3 separate regions of the Mus musculus genome follow, and regions 2 and 3 are each linked to region 1. A link is a contact called in public Hi-C and promoter capture Hi-C data. All regions are on one chromosome and are shown on one strand. Each heading gives the region's core, a stretch centred on a gene start, on an enhancer-like site or on the middle of the called end of the contact. The rest is flanking DNA. Distances are from core to core; before and after follow the strand shown.

Region 1 (4,450 bases), core at 910-3,409:
ATTTAAGACTTTGGCATCCCCCTTTTTAGACCTATATTATAGAGCTATATTATACAATTGAAAGTTTTATTTAGTTAGTTTGCACATAAAACTTCTTACATCAGCTGACTCATAGAATGTATATGAATATTTGTGTGTGTGTGTGTGTGTGTGTGTGTGTGTGTGTGTGTGTGTGTGCACGCTTTAAACCAGACAAGTCTAGCCAACAAATCAGTGCTATTGGAAGGTGGGATTTCAGAAGTTAGTAGATAACACCTTTTCTAGGAACATCTTCTTAGGAAGTAAGAGTGATAGACAGCAGGGGATCTACATCTGAGATTTCTTTCTTACCAACATTAGAATCCTGGGTATAATTCAGACAGAGGCAAGGCTGAGCATCATCACTGGACTCTAGAATCAACTGTTAGCAGCCACCAGTAGCATTGAAAGCTGTTGACCCCACCCACAAGCAAGGCCAAGGGAGTCCTGGGCATGGAGACAAATCAGGACCACAGAGGCCCTAGTTTGTAATCCCTCAGCCTGAGCAATTTCCAGCTTCCCGGAGAGGAGGAAAAGAGGGACACCAGTGGCTGTGGGGCTTATAGAAAAGTGCTCCCTTAGGGAAACTTGAGGTTGGAAGAAGGCAATCCAAAACTCCATGCAACAATATTTTGGCTTTGTATCCGGCGGCATAGCATCCTTATTTTTTACTTGCTTTCACTTTTGTATGTTTATATACAATTTGATATATTAGTTATTTCAGTGTTGTACTAACACGAACTTTTGTGACAACTTTTTGATTGATAATTTTATAAGCGTGTTTAAAGTGTTTTGACCGTATCCCCCTCCATTCCCTCCTCTGCAATTCTTCCCTTCCCCCGCCTTTCACTTACCCTGTCATGCATGCTCCCCCTCTTATAACCTACTGAGTTCACGCATGGGGAAGTTTTGCCAATCATGACTGAAAAAAAAAATCTTTAATTAGGCTATGTGACTAACTAGAAATAAAAGAGAAGCATGCTGTATAGAATAAAACTGGACACTCTCATCCTAAGTTCCTTAAAACTGTACCTGTATGTTATCTTTTACAGTGGCTTATTTAGAATATATCGTTAACATTTTAACTATTTCTTCATTCTGTATTTAAAACATCTGTGAATAATTAAAGAAAGCTCCCTACCAACTTTTTGAAAATACAATTCAAATCTTTTCAGAAGTAGTAAGTTTTTGATGCTTTTGAAATGTTTTATCCCATTAAATAAAATAGTGTTAGGAGTTGAAGGGAGTTGCTTGAGCTTTTATTTCTCAGTCATGGTGATCTGATTTTTAGAAGATTACATTTTTTTTTAACGTGCTAAAAATTCTGAGTTGTTTTCGAAGTAGATTCCATGTCTGAAGAAATCATTCTCGTTTCTACGGCAGCTCCTGGGGAGCAGAGAAGGGGCTTCACACTCTTCATGAGTTGATCATAATGACACATCTCCTGAGGCACACCAGAAGCTCATCCCAGCTCACCCCGAGACGGCTTCGCGTGTGAGCTGGGAATCGACCTCTTTGAGGCATTCTGTTGATAGGGTTAACCGTATTGGTGGAAGACCAAGTTATTTGATGCAAATAGATTTTCAAGAAAATCATTATGCTAAATACTTAATAGAAGGATTTCATCTACATACGGCAGCAACTGTGACCTGCTTTCAAGATGACATCACTGGGTGTCATGTGGCTCTTTATACATTCCAGCCTCAGAAAGAGGTAACCTACGAGAAGCAGAAGAGTCTGCTGATATTTGCTGTGAGAATCTTCAGCAGACAGAAGCCGGGACGAGAGGGAGGCAGAGCTGCTTGCACAGTGTGTATCGTGGAATTCCACAATGGAGCCTTGTGGAGTTTTCAGCTTTATTTTCATATATTTTTTAAGTTAATGAAGATTAGGTGAATCAAGTGCTTCATATTAGAGGGGAATTGTTCTCTTCATAAAGATCAAGAGGTTCTCTCTTTGGACTTCTCTGTTCTCCAAGGAGCCTGGTCATCTTTGTATGTTTATTCCCCCTATTTGAACAACGCAGACAAAAACCAGGCAGTTTCTTCTCTTGGGAAACTTACATTTTTCCTTCAGTTTTGAAGATTTATGCTCCAAGATTTGCTTTAAGCTGCCGGGGTTGTTAACTAAAGGGGAGACATCACACCTCGCGGCATGCGCTGTAGAAACTCTCTAGGTAACTTTACCTGCTAACAAAGTGGCTCTCTATGGATTCCTTTCCAAGGCGGTTTCAGTGAACCGCTCTTCCTTCTCAAATGGACGAGGGTAGCTCTTCAGCACCATGGAGAGGTCTGAGCAGCGCGTAAGGGCCGCGTGGGACTGCGACCCAGGCAAGCAAGCTGACAGAGTAAGTTTTCCACATCCAGTCTTGTATACCATAGACATATGGGAACAGTAACCCCCAAGTCTAATAAAACAGACACTATAAAAGATAGGTTCTTCACTGCATTTTAAAGTTTAGAGACAACCAGGTAAATGTTATTTTAGAAAGAGCTAATATGCTCATTTAAAGAAAATATTGCATTCTATGATGTGAATGTCTGTACTTTGAATTTTGAGAATGTTGAAAGTTAAAACTCCAACACAAATTAACTACACTGAAAATATACAATCCAGATGTTTTGGAACTATCATTTTATAAACATACATAGATAGTTTCAAATGTGCAGTTTGTTGCTCTTTGTAATCAGAAGGGGCTGAAAGGGGGTTTCTGATTGGTCACTAACCTGAAGAGCAGTTAAACTCTTAGACCACAGATCATAATTTCCATTCCAAAAGAGCACTTAGCTGTCCTAATGTTCAGACACACAGGTGACAATTGTGACTTAAAGCGCTGGCATTTATTTGCATCAAATACATACAGCGGAACTGATGGAGGTTATAAGCAGCTTCTTAAAATAACATGATTAGATATGGGCTATTGAAATTGCTATCTTAGTATCACTAGATATATTTATTTAGTTTCAAAACTTCCAACTTAACTGTTTAAATTAAAAATTCAAAAACAACAAATTTATTGTCGTCCCCCCCCCAATCATTCTTTAGCCACCCTTACAAATCATCCGTACACCCCTGGAGAACTGTATATTACAACCTCACACAACCAAGGGAGAAGATCCTCTTAATTGCTGCCAATAACGACCCCAGCACATATTCTGTGTAGGAGAACATAGGGCCATTTAAAACATAATTAAAGAAAAAAATTTTTTCAGGCCAGTTAAATATAGTTTCAGACACATATGCTAAACCCTTTACTTTAAAGTATAACGACACTCTTTTAATGTTATTATGATATAAAACTCACTTCTCTTGATGGTTCTTATATTTGAAAACATCAAGCATAGATATTTCTTTCTATTATATATTAATTTCAGCTGAATTGCCATTCATCTTAACTCTTCAGTAACTTGCCATTTGATTTTTAGATAAATGGTACTTATTCTTGACAGTATGTGAAATGTATAATTTAAAAAGACATGACTTAATTTTGCACTAAGGTGCTATTGTTATATGTATTTTTGACAGCTTTGCTTAGTAGATACACTAGAGCTTTCCTAAATTGATCTCAATATTTAAGAGAACTAAGCGATTTGAAATGTGTGAAACCTAGCTTTACCACCCAGATCTTTTAGTTTTGTTTGCTTGGGTTTTACGTTTCTGCATGGATTTTAGAAGGAAACAGTGTTTTTCCCCATAGTAGCTGTGCTGTGGGACTTTGTTTTAACATTCTTTTTCTCATGAGCTGTGTCTATTCCCTAGAGGAAGTGGACCTTGGACAAGTCTTTTTTGAGTGGAGAGACTATCCTTCAATAACACAGACAATGTGAGGCTGGTGTCATAACCTGTGCCTGCTGTATGCTCTAAAGTTGGGTTTGTGAGGCTTGCTAGATTCAGGGATCTGTTATCTGTCAATCTTTTCCTCTCTCTCAGTCTCTCAAGGACATAATGTGGTACAATATTGTCAGGAGTGAAGCATTTTACATTTGTTCCTCTTTGGAAAACATTTTGGTGATGTATTTATAACCGCCGCTACCTAGCTTAGACAGTTTGAGATATGGTTGTTTATGTATTTGCTTAACTAGAAATTGTTGCTACATGACAAACCACCAACAGATGTTAGCTTCAGGTCTGATAGCCTTTCAATCATTATTGAAAGAGTGCAAATCACCCAACAACAGAAGACACACAGAGCTATTTAGACTGTGAGTGCTCCCCATTTTGTCCTTTTTCTTTTTCTTTTCTTTTTTTTTTTTTTTTTACAGCATTCTGTTGGTAGCAGATGTGTGTGAACAATCTTAAATTTAGTTGACTGACATTTTGTTTTTCTTGCCAACGTAAAAATATGCTCACAGTTTTGTGGTTCACCCACCCTTGCGGGGCTCTATAACCTTTGGCTGAAAAAAGTGTGGGGGGGTATCTGTTTAGCAAAAAC
Region 2 (4,450 bases), core at 609-3,108, 120 kb after region 1:
GGAGCAACTCACCTTTGCAGTGAGACTGGGTATCTGACTGATCTACTGAGATTGTCAACTTGCTTCTCTCCCACCATGAGTCTCTATTCACTCTACCTTTTCCTGATGGGTTTTGTTTTCTTGTCCCAAGAGACTTGTTACCTTCTCTCCTGTGATGTGACACTCTCAGCAGGGCAAGAGGGGGATGGGATAGGGAATTCCAGAGGGGAGACTTGGAAAGGGGATAGCATTTGAAGTGTAAATAAAGAAAATATCCAATAAAAAAAGAAATATGTACTTTGAAAGAGTGGGAATTTTAGTCTTCTCTGTGTCCACATCCTGAGAAAGCTTGCAAACTTCAGATGTTTGAAGAATTGTTTACTTAAATAAACAAGCTTAGCCACAAATAGCCTGACACAGTATGGAGGGAACCCCTGCCCTACACTCCAGACACTCATTCCATACTGGATTCTGTGGGTCCAGTTTTTTCATTATTCTATAAATCAATGACATTATCCAATGCAAAAGGAGAAAAATAAGCCATTTGAGGCATGGGGTACTGGAGTCTAACCCCAGGATCTCACTTCTGCTAGGCATTCACATTGCCACTGTGCTATACTCTTAGACTGACCGACCTTCTGAATTGTTTCAATACAAAGCTGATATACAGCTTGGTGGTTCAGTCTCTAAGAGTCCCAAGGGTTCAGGTTAGTTGACTCTGTTGGTTTTTCTGTGGAGTTCCTACTGGGTGGAGCCTCTCAGCAGACAGCCATGCTAGACTCCTGTCTGCAATCGTAACAGAGTATCATTAATAGTGTCATGGATTGGTGCTTGCCCATGGAATGGGTCTCAAGTTGGGCTGCTTATTGGAAAACAGTATACCCATGCTACACTCCACAGACCCAAAGAAGCTAATCAAGAAGAAAGGTACAAGTAAGGATGCCTGAATCCCACTTAGAAGGGTGAATAAAATAGTCATAAGAGATGAATGTAGGGAGGGAAGTGGGTGGGATAGGGGATAGGGGATAGGGAAGGGAATGGGAAGGTTCAGGGTCAGGTGTGGGAAAGAACAGGAGAGATGGCCTTATGGTCATGAGAAAGAAAGAAAATCTGTACCTGACAGGGGTACGGAGGTGAAGGGCATCTCCAGGAGGATGTGGCAGAGACCTGGGATAAGAGAGGTGACCAAGAATCAATGGGGTGACCTTATCTGTGACTCACAGCTTTGGGAATATGGAACCTGAAGAGGACACCTCCTGTAGCCAGGAAGGAACCCCAGTAGAGTGATAGGGACACTAACTCACCCACAAAACTTTCAACACCAAATTTATCCTGTCTACAAGAAATGCAGGGATGGTGGATGGTTCAGAGACTTTTGAGAATCTTGTATAAATAGTAAGTGTAATTTCCATGACATTGCCACCACAGGGCAGTATCTATGTAACCACTCACACCGGGAAGCAAAACGTTGCAAGCAGGGCTAAACCTCTATGAAGCCTTCCAGTTACTGCTCCATGCAAGAGTGACACCTTGCTTCACTGATAACAGTGAGGCTCCATTCTCTGTGCCCTGCTCCCCGTGCAAGTGGAGCCATAAAGCATGAGCTCTTCTGTCTGTCTTCATTCTGTTTTTATTATGCTTACAAGGTGTGTGCTTTGGTGTGGGCTTAGTTGTAGATTGTTCATTCCCACTACTGAACTGAATTCTACTCTGTGAATGTACCATTATTTACCCATCACCTCAACTCTCGGAGGGTGTTTGGACAGTTTCCAATGTGTGGCGATTGTGAGTTGTGCTGTCTTAGGCCTTCCATTGCTTGGAATTAAGGTGGAAGTGTTCAGGCAATCCTATTAGGTAATTCCATATGCCGAGGAATACGACTTCAGATTCTATATACTCTTCTAAATGTGAACTGGCTGTTTTCCCAGAAGGAAAAGAAGCAGCACAGAGCATTCATGCTAATGTTGAAATCCAGTGATAACTATTCACTCCTGGTGGGTTTCCTTAAGTGTCTATTTCTGGTGCCTTAAAGAATGCAGATTCTTTGCCTTTCTCACAGAGGAGTTAGGGTAGGGAGCAAATATCCCCATCATTACAACAGAACATCTCTAAAATCAAAGCATCTAAATGATAAATTAGAGCAGGGTTTCTCATTTGCAAAAAAATCAACCTAGTGGTTTCTGCCTCCAGAGTAAGAAACAAGGAGAGCAGCAAGCCGTAATATGAACCCACACTGGCGAATCTACTTCCCATCTGCGGAGCGCTTTGGAGATATTAACTAATTAATCCTCCACTTTTTTCCTGCTCTCCCACCATGAAACAGGTGGCATCTCCATACTATGTCACTCATTTGCAGAAAGACAAGCACAAGAGCAGGTTAAGCCACCTCCTCAATGAGGTCGAGAAGTGTAAAATAGATGCTTTGCTGCCTGGTGCCTTTGTGAAATAAAATTACCACATATTTTAAGCCTGAATATGTAAATAGCACAAGTAAAGCCCCTGAAGAACTTCTGCTGCATGTGATGGGAGAGATGGATTTATTATTGGTTTGTTTACCAAACTGTCGCCATGGTTTCTCATGAATATCAATGATGCCATAGGCCCAGGGTAAGCCCTGAAAGAGGCAGAAGAGGGGAAGAAGTGTTTTCAAACATGGAACCTAGCAAAGTATATTAAGTTGGTTATACTGGACTTCCTCCATCCCCAATCCAAGCAATTAAAAATTTTATTTACTTAGAAAAGAAAATGATGAGATTTACTTAGAAAAGAAAGAAAGGAGACAGGTTTGTATATCCAGGGAGAAAAAATGATTGTAAGTGTCTTTGTGTGCTGAGATCAGAAATGGATATCTCATTTTGAGTTGCTCCTCAAGTTTTATAAAACTGCTTCCCCACAGCAATTCTGATTATCTAAACAAGCTTGGTTTAAATTGTTATCTACTAGGGGAAAGAGGTCTGTAGAAAAATTTCACCATTTTATATTTACAATCTGTTAAAATGAAGTCACCTATTTTAAGTTAGATACAACCTACATTTACAAAACCAGGAGGTTTGGAAAGTAATCAGAACTAGTGATTGTGCCAGACAAAAAGGAGTTCTTCCTGAGGTGACGTTCTGCTCTGGTTCTGTGCTCACAGCTCGATCTGGCTTCCCAAGAGTCTACTGGAAATATTGAGGGCACTGAAGAGTCCTTAAGCCATTGAACGGGAGACAAAGAAGGCAAACCAAGGGATATGAGAAAGTAAGCTGTTTAGCAGGTTTCTTTTTCCCTGTCCTGGGCACTGTTGGGGCGAGGACAGCAAGAACTGCTAAATAGTACAACAGGATCACAGCCCCCTGAGACTGCAAATACTGAGAGGCATCAGTCTACTCTATAAGGTGAACCAAGAGAATAGCGTTCATCAGTAGAGCAACCAAGGAAAGAGTAAAGCTCCTTACTCTTGTTCCCCACATCTGACAGATGTATTTGCATAGGAACACAGAGCAAGCCTAGAGGTAATCAAGATAGATGCTGAGGTTCGGGAAATGAAGTGGGAAGTCAGTGCTGCAATTGTGAGTGGGGCTAAAGATAAAAGCTCCAAGGAAGGAAATCTACTTTAGGGCCTGGATTTTCATTGCCAATTCAAAGCCCATGGTAAATGACTTTCTATGAAGAGGAGTTTCTTTTAAAGAGAGAAGTAGTATGTCTTATCTAGGAAGGAAAACAGACAGTGCCATAGATAGAGAAGATCCACCAATGGTGAAGTAGAAAAGGCACAGAGGGTTACCTGTGAGCACTGGCAGTCACTCATAGCCAAAGATAGGGATGGGGTGGGGCTCTGGGAGAAGCCATAAGGATAGGACAGGTGGTGATCAAAACTAATGTGCCTTCAATATAGAGGCCAATGAGGTAGGAGGGGAACAGGGATCGAGGAGGGAAACAGAAAAATAGACTGGATAGAGACTTTTTTGAGTTTTTGTTTGTTGGTTTGCTTGCTTGCTTTCATGCTTGAGGACAAAAATTATTCACAGGGGTAAAAGAAGGAAGATGAAGAGAAGGATGGGGGGGGAGAAAACATGGTGGGGGTTGAGGAAAGGGAGAGAAGCAAATGATAACAACAGGTATAGCAAAAACCAAAAGGAAACACAAAATTGGCCACAAAAGTAAATGCAAAGGTAACATTAGAAAATATAGGAAATGTTTCACAAGATGTCACTATTTTCAGGCATTACAGCTGACTGCAGATGTGCCATCATGAGAACTCTGTCGCCATTATGTTGCAGGCCACTTATCTCTCTACCCTGACATGATGTTAATTGTCTATTTGGCACAACAGTGGATTCTAAAATGTAGGAGCTTCAAACATTCACAAGTCCACACCATTATTGTGGGTCTCCTAGCTGGGTGGTTCTGGCTAAAGGTCTGTGTGAGGTTGACTGAGGCTGATGGTTTGTTAGAATCTGGAGGGAATTTACCTTCATCATGGGTCACG
Region 3 (4,450 bases), core at 979-3,478, 96 kb after region 1:
GGCACTGTGGGTTCCAACCAAATGACAGGAAGAAAAGCTGCCTGATCTCCTGGGAAATGGACAGGGGAAGGAGAGAGGCAGTCATCTGTCTGTGAGAAGCAGGGCTCGGCAAGTCCTGTGAGAAAGCAGTAGATGGTGTTCTCCCCTCAAGGCCCCACTGTACGGGATACACAGAGGAGGATTTTACATCTCATCTCTCCCAGCTTCAGTTTTTATAGCATCCACCTTGTCAGGTGGGCCAGACAACATCTGGGATGATCAGGCCTGCCTGACCGGGTGGATCGGGTCTTCCACCTGTCCAACTGCATCTTAAGTTAGAGAGAACTTCCTCACCATTTCCAAGAGAACTGCATCACAAATGGAGAGTTCGATGAACACCATGATGTTCCCAAGATCTTCCCTTGAATCTTTTGCTAAAAAGACACAAATCATGGCATTTTGGAACTGTAAGGTTGCTGCCTAGAATGTGGGTTTAAATTAGCTGGTATCCAGTTTAACGGTTTTTGTTTCAAAAAGGGAAAAGTAAGAAGGAGTGTGTGTGTGTGTGTGTGTGTGTGTGTGTGTGTGTGTGTGTGTCTGTCTGTCTGTCTGTCTGTCTGTCTGTCTCTGTGTGTGTGTATCTTTGAAAATTTTGTACAATGTGTTTTGATTATATATTCCCCTTTCCCAGCTCTGTCCAGACCCAATCCTTCTCCCCTACCCACCCAACATTGTGTCCTCCTTTTTTACTTAGCCTATTGAGTCTAATTTGTGCAGCTCATGTATTTTGAATATGTGACCTTCAACTGGTATGTAGCTGACTTGTCTTAAAGAAACCTGACTCCCCAAGGAAGGAAATTTTTAAATCGCAACCTCCTTGAAATGCTGAGTCAAGAAGCCTTCTGGGATAAGCGTTTCTGAGGTAATTTGTAAAGATGAGCAGTTCTAAAATCTGGGGTAGCTGGTTGCACAAATCGTATTTATGTTGGGCCTCTGGCAGATAATCTTCCTCTGTATTCTCATTCTTGCAGGATCACCACATAGGGAAACAGCTGTCAGTTGCCTTGTTTCCCATCAGCTGCTAAGGTGTTTAAGGCTGACATGTTTTTATTTATGGGTCTCCTTTTCATCACAACCAGTAGCAATATATGGGCCACCAAAACTAAACTCACTACAGGGTGTTCTGATAAAAAAAAAAAAAGATTATTCTGCTTTGAATCTACTACAAGACATTGTTGTATCATTGGTGTTGTGATTAAATCATATGAAGAATGTGTTCATATATAAACATCAGCATTAAAACACAGCAATATAAAATAACCGTTGAGTTGCACAGTGCAGGCTATGATAGCATCTCTATTTTCTAGGATCCACCAAATTCCAATCTTTATATATGTAGTTTCAAATCATCACAAGGTCCAGGAAAGTTGGAATTGTTGCCCCAAGGACACAGAGACAAAAGTGAGGTTTAGCACTGCCCCAGTTTTCAGCCTGCCAGGCTTTTACTCAGTCTGGTCTGACTCCAAAGCACAAGCCATTTGCTTACCTCATCTCTCAAAAGCCATGGCCCATGCTCTAGTAAAAAGATATTTTATGCATGGGATAACAGAGACCAAAAGCATTTGCTAGTTAAGTCACTGTTAATGCTATAAATCTACCATATAAGTATGAGTTTCATGTGGGCCAATGTTAACTACCTCATGAACTGGATTTACAAGGAGGCATTTAATTTACTCCCATTTGTTTACAAGTGTTCTTGTGTGAAGTTGGTTATTGAAAACAGTTGATACTGAAAGTTACATAAGGAGTGAATTAATAAAACACAAACAACGGTTGTAGGCAAATCCTGCTGGAGCCAAGTGGATTGTGAGTCCTAAGTGCTGAAACAGTTGCATTTAAACCTGAATCCCATTCCTTATCTGGAATTGATGGCTGCCTTTCACATAACATATGAACTTTTGAATTGATATGGAACTTCTCACTTTAGAAAATCTGTTAAGTTAGGCATTAGCATTGTACTTGACTAGCTTGTCTCGAATCCCATATACACAATCCACCCAGAAACCCTTTTGAGAATATGAACTCATCTTCCCACTAACATAGCTAGGTTATGGGCTATGCCACTGCTGAAACTCTAATGTTCTCTGAATTGGTCTCTTTGCTGACTCTGTGGTCTGCTTTCTACACAGTGCCCAGACGGTTGCTTTACAATTTTAGTCAGCCAGTTACCACTCTGTTCCAAATTTCAGCTGGCTCCTTATCTCTTGGTGCCAGGCTTCCTGCCCACTGCAGCCTGCATCCTCTCCCTGCCCCTCCAAGCATCCCTCCTCCCGCAGCTATTAGTTACCCCACTTCATTCTCCTGTCTTCTCCTTGTCCTTTGCATACTCCAGGCACACTTCTCCCCTTGGGACCTTTCATTGGTCGCTCCTTCCACTTAGAAGACTCATCTCCAAATATCTGCATACATAATGACCTTTGATGCAAATGTCCCCTTGTCTTTGATAGTCTTGCCTTATTAATATTATTCTTGATACTCCCGCCCTGCTCTAAGTAAGATGTGTCTTAGGCTTCCATTGCCAAGGCAACTCTTATAAAAAAATATTTAATTGGGACGGATATACAAAGATTTGTCCATTATCACCTTGGCAGGAAGTATAGAAGCATATAGATAAACCCGGTGCTGGGGACAGAGTTCTACATCTTGATCCCCAGGCAGCAATGAGAGACTGTGTGTCATACTGAGCAGAGCTTGAGCATATATAACCTCAGTAGTGACACTCTTACTCCATCAAGGCCACACTTAATAAAACAAGGCCATACCTCCTAATAGTGCCACTCCCAATAGGCCAAACATTCAAATACATGAGTCTTTGGACGCCATTCCTATTCAAATGACTGCATGATATGTCAATTTATGCAGCATGCACATTGTCTGACTCTCCTCTAGAACACAGGCTACAAGACAGTTGCTAATTTTGTTCATTTACTGACAGATATCAAGGAGGCAATTAAGACCTATTACATAGTGGCTGTTCAATAAGTACTTGTCATTGTTGAATTGCTAAAGGTGGGAATGAGATTCTACGGTATAGGGAAAGAGGACAATCACAAGTGGTTTATTTTGTGTCTCAACACTAGGCTGGTGTTTTGTAAATGTGGTATATGCTGAATAAGTGAAATATTTCGTATCAGAGAAAAGAGGCACTTCGCTGACACTTTGGACTAAACTTGTCTTGTGATCATTGCCCAGACTTTGACACAAGTGGCTTTCAAAGGATACAATAGATAATGGCTCATTTAGGGTAGAGAAAGCTTCTCTGATCAGTGTGCCTGGTGGTTTTCCAACTCTGAAAGATAAATAATATTCAGCAGAAATTATACTTCAGGACAATATTGAAGTGGTTGCTTATTATAAGTAGCTTTGATTTTGAATGTTGCCATTACTTTTTAGCTGTCTGGGTTTTTTTTATTCAAAATCAAAATAAACTTTACTCTGTCCTAAACAAGAATAAGACTTTATTTTGTGATATTGTGATATTGTCTTTTGAGACAGGGATGAGGATAATCTATTGTTCACAAAACATAAAGAGCTAGAGAACAATCCCGGGAGGTCCTGCTTTATCTTATCCTAGACTAAGATATTACTGTGAGGTCCCTTCCAGTAGGCGCCAGCACTGGATCACCTTGGGCATGGAGTCAGCGGACACCCCCAAGGTCCCTAGAGGACTCTCCACAAGATCTTAGGACCTCTGGTGAGTGGAACACAACTTCTGCCAGGAGGCAGGTCCGAACGCCAGATATCTGGGCACCTTCCCTGCAAGAGGAGAGCTTGCCTGCAGAGAGTGCTCTGACCACTGAAACTCAGAGGAGAGATCTAGTCTCCCAGGTCTGCTGATAGAGGCTAACAGAATCACCAGAGGAACAAGCTCTAACCAGAGACAACGATAAGAACTAACTCCAGAGAATACCAGATGGCAAAAGGCAAATGTAAGAATTTTACTAACAGAAACCAAGACCGCTCACCATCATCAGAACTCAGCACTCCCACCTCACCCGTCCTGGGCACCCCAACACACCAGTAAAGCTATTTAAAAGCATATCTCATGATGATGGTAGAGGATATCAAGAAGGACTTTAATAACTTGCTTAAAGAAATACAGGAGAACACTGCTAAAGAGTTACAAGTCCTTAAAGAAAAACAGGAATACACAACCAAACAGGTAGAAGTCCTTAAAGAAAAACAGGAAAACACATCCAAACAGGTGATGGAAATGAACAAAACCATACTAAACCTAAAAAGGGAAGTAGACACAATAAAGAAAACGCAAAGTGAGGCAACGCTGGAGATAGAAACCCTAGGAAAGTAATCGGAAACCATAGATGTGAGTGAGCATCAGCAACAGAATACAAGAGATGGAAGAGAAAATCTCAGGTGCAGAAGATTCCATAGAGAACATCAGCACAACAAT

The links. Promoter capture Hi-C pulls out the DNA fragments that hold promoters and counts their contacts. A called contact is a pair of places that touch in the nucleus more often than the background predicts.
Region 2: a contact with region 1 is called in a promoter capture Hi-C map of hippocampal neurons, with 4 times the contacts expected there. The contact joins the enhancer-like site here to the promoter of Schip1 in region 1. A contact is called at or near these places in 3 of 39 promoter capture datasets (the HPC-7 cell line, hippocampal neurons and stem cell-derived epiblast-like cells), 14 of 484 Hi-C or Micro-C datasets (the HL-1 cell line, LSK cells, the N1E-115 cell line and 8 more) and 2 of 9 other capture datasets (adipose tissue and embryonic stem cells).
Region 3: a Hi-C map of pre-megakaryocyte-erythroid progenitors shows a contact between it and region 1, with 3 times the contacts expected there. The contact joins the enhancer-like site here to the promoter of Schip1 in region 1. A contact is called at or near these places in 4 of 484 Hi-C or Micro-C datasets (the HL-1 cell line, embryonic stem cells and pre-megakaryocyte-erythroid progenitors) and 2 of 9 other capture datasets (adipose tissue and embryonic stem cells).

What each region holds. Positions count from the first base shown.
Region 1 is chr3:68,062,643-68,067,092 of GRCm38.p6, forward strand. Schip1 (schwannomin interacting protein 1) reads left to right here and starts at 2,160. Exons shown (of 8, transcript NM_001113421.1): 1 at 2,160-2,365. The coding sequence starts at 2,300. All of the region lies in intron 4 of Iqschfp (Iqcj and Schip1 fusion protein), which reads left to right.
Region 2 is chr3:68,183,148-68,187,597 of GRCm38.p6, forward strand. The region is part of intron 4 of Iqschfp (Iqcj and Schip1 fusion protein); the gene reads left to right. The region is part of intron 1 of Schip1 (schwannomin interacting protein 1); the gene reads left to right. Among named protein-coding and RNA genes, the nearest start is that of Schip1, 120 kb to the left of the region's middle. Within about 2 kb of position 1,859, at least 2 of the 459 cell types and tissues checked have an H3K27ac peak or open chromatin away from gene starts, as enhancers often do. A contact at or near this core is called in hippocampal neurons, where this site is marked.
Region 3 is chr3:68,158,708-68,163,157 of GRCm38.p6, forward strand. The region is part of intron 4 of Iqschfp (Iqcj and Schip1 fusion protein); the gene reads left to right. The region is part of intron 1 of Schip1 (schwannomin interacting protein 1); the gene reads left to right. Among named protein-coding and RNA genes, the nearest start is that of Schip1, 96 kb to the left of the region's middle. Within about 2 kb of position 2,229, at least 11 of the 459 cell types and tissues checked have an H3K27ac peak or open chromatin away from gene starts, as enhancers often do. A contact at or near this core is called in pre-megakaryocyte-erythroid progenitors, where this site is marked.